2 separate regions of the Hordeum vulgare genome follow, and region 1 is linked to region 2. A link is a contact called in public Hi-C data. All regions are on one chromosome and are shown on one strand. Each heading gives the region's core, a stretch centred on a gene start, on an enhancer-like site or on the middle of the called end of the contact. The rest is flanking DNA. Distances are from core to core; before and after follow the strand shown.

What was found. Hi-C and Micro-C count contacts between places; a contact is called where the count stands out from the background.
Region 1: a contact with region 2 is called in a Hi-C map of leaf, with 6 times the contacts expected there. The contact joins two enhancer-like sites. A contact is called at or near these places in 3 of 6 Hi-C or Micro-C datasets (leaf and seedling).

Annotation. Positions count from the first base shown.
Region 1 is chr3H:483,689,182-483,692,141 of MorexV3_pseudomolecules_assembly, reverse strand. No RefSeq gene overlaps it. Among protein-coding and RNA genes, the nearest start is that of LOC123440244, 13 kb to the left of the region's middle. Within about 2 kb of position 1,636, at least 3 of the 3 cell types and tissues checked have open chromatin away from gene starts, as enhancers often do. A contact at or near this core is called in leaf, where this site is marked.
Region 2 is chr3H:483,459,236-483,462,032 of MorexV3_pseudomolecules_assembly, reverse strand. No RefSeq gene overlaps it. Among protein-coding and RNA genes, the nearest start is that of LOC123444394, 120 kb to the left of the region's middle. Within about 2 kb of position 1,397, at least 2 of the 3 cell types and tissues checked have open chromatin away from gene starts, as enhancers often do. A contact at or near this core is called in leaf, where this site is marked.

The sequences.
Region 1 (2,960 bases), core at 387-2,886, 230 kb before region 2:
AATGAACTTTTTTTAAAAATAAATGAACTTTTCTAAAAAAATTGAGCTCGACCTTTTTTTAATTTAATGAAATTTTTATAAATTTGATGAACTTTTGCCAAATTGAATGAACATTTTTTCAAATCTCAATGAATTTTTTTTCAAATTCCTGAACTTTTTTTAAATTGATGAACACTTTTTAAAGATATAATTTTTTAACTAGATGAACATTTTTATTTAAATCTGTAAATCCTTTTTTATTTTTTTATTTTTTTATGAAAATATAAAATCTATGCAGTTTTTCGGTACTAGATCAACAGGAAAAAAACAGAACAAAAGAAAACCCGGCAGTTCGTGTGCTAGTGAGCTGGCCGATGCGAGCGATGCTGCAAGCGCCGCATTGTTGACGGGCGCGTGCAGCGCTGGTAGAAGCTCGCGAAGGCACGGAACATGATCTCCCGATAGGAGCTCCCCTCTATAGTTGCTACCCCCAATGACTGCATGAGACATCTTGTGGAAGCCCATGAGGCATATAAGGCCTGTGCTAATGCATCGTCTCTGAGCACGTAATCATATGCATAATAAAAACATAAGAAACAACTAGTACAATGCATCGTATTTTATGTGTTGTGTCTAAATTTAATGATTTGTGGCTCATGCATGCATGTGATTTGTTTTTTTGTTTTTTGTTTTTGCGATGAACATGTGATTTGGTTAACACTTCTTTTTTTGTCTATGACCACGTGTCAAGGTTGTATGTTAGCTAAGATACAACCTCATTATCTCTCTTCATTAAATACAGTGTCACATGAGCAAAATGCCTATAGAACCGCGCTAAGAGACTTGCATTCCCATATGCCTAAGCTAGGAGCGAGCCTAGAGCCCGCCAACACGCACTTTTGGGGCCATGGATTGTCCTAACATCATAAAAATTTCTCGCACTTATGTGGAAAAGAAGAAAAAAATCGCACCCCAAAACACCGTTCTTCATTCACGGCCTGTTTCACTCGACGGCCCGGAGAGACGAGTACGCGCGTGCTGATAAATCTGCCCCGGATCGCGGCACCGATGCGCCAATCGCTGACCAAATCGAGCGCTGTCGGTGAGGGACAAGCGCTAGTTGCGTCCATGACGACATGTTCCTCGTGTCATTCCTGATATTGTGGGGAACGAGTCAAGTCCGGAGGAGGCTTTCCGCTCACCCAGCATTTTCTTTTCTTTTCTTTTCTTTTCAGATCACCGAACGATAACTTTCCAGGGACCCTCGATTTCGACGAGGAGAGTTAAGAGCCTGTTAGCTTGTGCAGTGTGTGCCAACACATGTCAGAGCACCAGCTTAATTTACCTGCCCATTTCACAGACGATGCCAGGGCTGTATTTCCCCATGCAATACGTGGTGCCCGGCGGGTACTCTCCATGTTGCAAGCTCACGGTCCAGAGGGCATTAAAATAGACAAGTTCACTGTCCACGGAATCTCCCTCTCTCTCTCCCTCCTTGGTTAATGCAGTCCTAACTGTCTCAAGCAGGACAAGCGGCTCAGTAAGTCAATGCATCGCATGTTGGCCAAGAAGCAAGAAGGGATGGTCCAGGGCCGGGGCAGCCAAATCCGTGCCACGTCCAACCTTCCATCACTCTGATTTGAGTAGTAAGTAGCACCGGAGTGAGTATGAATCATATGTGACAGACACCAGTCATTTGGGACTCGATTGCAATAACTCCGTACTGGTATTAACTAATCTGATACAGAACGCAATTACAGGCATGATAGGCGCTCATCTGAGATCTCTACCCCACCATCTCGCTTTCCATCTGCAGCACACTCTACCCATCCCGTAACCATTTTGTTATGGAGTCGGTGGAGGGAAATCGGGGGCAAGGACCATGTTTTCCTGGTTGAGTGCCGGTGAAGAGACAACTTCTTTTGAGAAACTGGTGAGGTGACAACTGGGAGTACGTACCTGACTTTGTGGCGAGTGTACTGAGATGAGATGCAGTAATCACGTGGTCTCGGACTCGCGCTGTCGCGCTTTCCTCTTCTGAGCCGGCTTTGTCTTTACTGTTTGCCCTTGACCTTTCTCTTTGCAAGCCCAACCCCCCATGATATGGATTTTGCAATCTTGCATGCATAGTAAGATGTTGGGACGCTTGATTCGCATAGCACTTCCTCCAACACGCGCACTATACAAGCGCCGCGCCGTAAAAAAGACAGTTTTAGCGCGCGCAACGCGGCGGGCAGCTCCAGCGGGCGCGCAAAAACAGCGCGCGCGCCATTTTCAGTTCAGCGCGCTGGCCGAAAGGCAGTCCCGCGCCCCTTATTTGCTGCGCCGGTTCCCGCGCGCGCGACTCTCCCACGCTCGCTCCTGCTCTCTCCCGCGCTCCCGCGCTCGCTCCTCCGCTCTCGCGCGCTCGCTGCCCCCAACCGGCCGCGTCGCCGTCGCCGCTCGCGCCCCCGGCGACAGTTCAGCGCTTCCCCGGCCTATCCCCGCGCAGCCGTCGCCGCCCGCGCCCGCCGGCGACCACTCAGGCGCTTCCCCGGCCTGTCTCCGCTGCGGGCGCTGCCCGCGCCCCCCGACGACCGTTCAGGCGCTTCCCCGGCCTCCCCGCGTCGCCGCGCTTCCGCCCCACCCCCCCTAGTCCGGCCGGCCCTCGCGCGCCTCCGACGTCCGAGGAACAACGCCCGAGAGCTCGCTGCCGCGCCGCGCGCCGCAAGGTGTTCGACAAAACGCCTACAAGGTATGTATTGCTCCAAACTTATGAATTTGGTGCATGTTTTGAATGGTAGTTTTTATAGTATAGTATTGAACATTGTAGATAAGTTCGTCGTATGATTCTTCCGAAGAAGAATTTGATATGGAAGAGGAGGAGGATCTTGCAATGATCATAGCTATGCATATCAATAAAAAACCGAAGCACGGTGGTTCGGTTATGGGTCGGGAGAAATTTTGGAGAGATAGGATTGATGCCCATAACATATTGATGA
Region 2 (2,797 bases), core at 148-2,647:
CTAATGCATATGGTTGAGGTTGATTGCATATAATTCTTGCCAAAGTGAATAAGAGTGAATTTCATTGGCGGACTCACCCCTCAAAGAACTTTCCAGTTCTTCCTCTTGGGGACCCACATCACCTTGATGGAATCCTTGGTGTTGTGGTAGCACTAGATGAGGTAGTGCTAGAACTGTCCTTGGAAACCCACTCGACCTTGGCATGAGGTTCTTCCTCAAATGAGTCAATCTCCTCTTAAATCTTTCCCTTGCCCTTGTGGTCTTGTGATAGAAGGCCATCTTGAGAGCTTGTTCCCTTGGAAGGAGTAGGATCATACTTCTCCTCTTGAGGAACAAACTTGGGATTGTGATATGGGCCTTCTTCCAAAATTATTTTTGATGCATACAAAAGTGTAAAGTGTGTTTGAAAAAGGTGGATATCAAAACATACATTTGAAAAGAATGTTAATGTGCATTTGATATGTTAAACATGTATAAATAAAGGATTCATGTCTATACAAGAAATGTATAATATGTATAGACATCAAAACATATATTTGAAAGAAATGTTAATCATGTATTTGAAATATATTAAACGCATATAAAAAGTGTTCTCGAAGCATATGAAAATTTTACAACGTGTATGGAAAAATAATATATTAATAAATATATTTTTAAAAAATGTTACATGTGTATAAAAAAACATTTCGCTTGTTTACAATTTTTTTAGGACCTACTGGTGCGTCTACCTACTTAGGCTACAATGGAGTTACCATCAAAATAAAAAGGCTACAATGAAGTCGGAAGTCCAAATGCACCAGGGTTTTCCTAGTTACGAAACATATATGTAAAGAAAAACACAGCAAAATATATAAAGAAAAATATCGAAGACAACTTTAAGAAGAAACACAAAAAAGTAAGAGAAGAGAAAAACCATAGAAACCAAACCGAAATAAATAACTAAAACAAAAAAAAAAATCAGAACGCCGAAGATCTAGAAGAGAGCGGTAAATAAAACACAAAGACAAAAGAAAGAAAAAAAGTCGGAAAGAACGTTTTATTCATTAGCAAATCGCAGATAAAAATAATGGAAACAAAACAAACATTTAAGGAAAAACGCATAAAAGGGAAGAAATAGAAAACAACAATAAAACCAAAGAAAACAGTAAGAAACACACAGAAAATATAAAAAACAAAGAAAAACATAAACAGAACACAATAGAAAAGATAAAAAAACTAATGAAAACCGTACCAGTCGAATCATTATAGTACACGAAATAAATAAGAATAAAACCTATAAAACCAGCGAGGGAGTGAGGGAGTGTCTTCTCCCGAGCGAGCCAGTCCAGAAAAAAACCCAGCGAAACGGGGTCTGCCCAGTAGCCACGCGAGGGAAAGATCCTTCACGCGAGAGAAACTATGGGAGCTCCTATACGGCGCTGCAGGCGTCGGTTCGTGCTTCAGGCGCCTTCCCTGGGCCGGCCCATAAAACATCTCCTGACGCCCCGCTGCAGGTCTTGAAATTTTTTCATTGATTTTGTAAAACGTGAATTACAAAACGTACATTAAAATTTTATTGAAATAAAAAGCACTGAATTACATTTGAAAAAAGTTCAATGAATACGCAAAACAATTCACAGATTTTTAGAATATGTTCTTGGATTTTCAAAAATTTGCAATATTCGAAAAAATCGTCGAATTTGGTAAAACAATTCATAAATTTGTAAAAAAGAGTTCACTAATTTTGAAAAAGTTCATGAATTTTAAAATACGTTCACAGATTTTCAAAAAAAGTTCACTGATTTCAAAAAAAGTTTATAAATTTTCAATATTAGTTCATTGATTTTGAAAAAAGTTCACGAATTTTAGAATATGTTCACCAATTATCAAAAGAAGTTCAACGATTGCAGAATAAAAGATCATAATTATTTTTTAAATAATTATTTATTTTGAAAAAAGTTCACAAATTTTAAAATATGTTCACCTGTTTTCAAAAGAAGATCAACGATTTCAAAAAAACGTTCATCAATTTATAAAAATGGTTCATCGACTTTGAAAAAACTTCGCAAATTTTAAAATATATTCACAGATTTTCAAAAAAGGTTCATCGATTTAGAAAAACGTTCACAAATTTTAATTATGTTCACGGATATTCAGAAATGTCCACCAATTTCACAAAGAATTCATCGATTTGGAAAAATTTTACCAATTAAAAAATAATTCCATCCAATTTTCTAAAATAATCGTTTTGAAAGTAAATTTACATATTTCAAAAAGAACCTCAACGAACCGTTTCTACGGAATATTGAAAAGGAAAAAAGGAAAAAGACTATGGAAAAATAAAAAGGAAAAATAAAGAATAAAGGAAGTGAAAAGTTCATTTCTATCACATACCGTTGCGGTGGTGGAGTGGTTGCAACACTAGAATATCTCTTAGGCCTTGTTCGGTTTCTTTAAAACAGGAGGGGTTTGGAAGGGATTGGGAGGAATTAAATCCCCTACAAGTCAAATTCCACCTCAATCCCCTCCATTCCTCTCCAATCCCTTCCTCGGTGGGATTAACCGAATAAGGCCTTAGAGGTTGCTGGTTCGAACATCACTAGCGTTTCTTTGTTTCTTGTTATTTTTATTATTTTCCTTTGGTTTCTTTGTACCATTCTTGGTTTTTACTGGTGTTTTCTTTCTTTTCCTGTTTACCTCTAGTTTCCTCTTTTCTTTGTTTCCTATTCTCCCCTGATTTTTCTCTGGTTTATATTTTTTACGTTGATTTTCTTCTCTTTTTCCCGTTGTATTTTGTCCCTCTCTATTTCCATTTTAT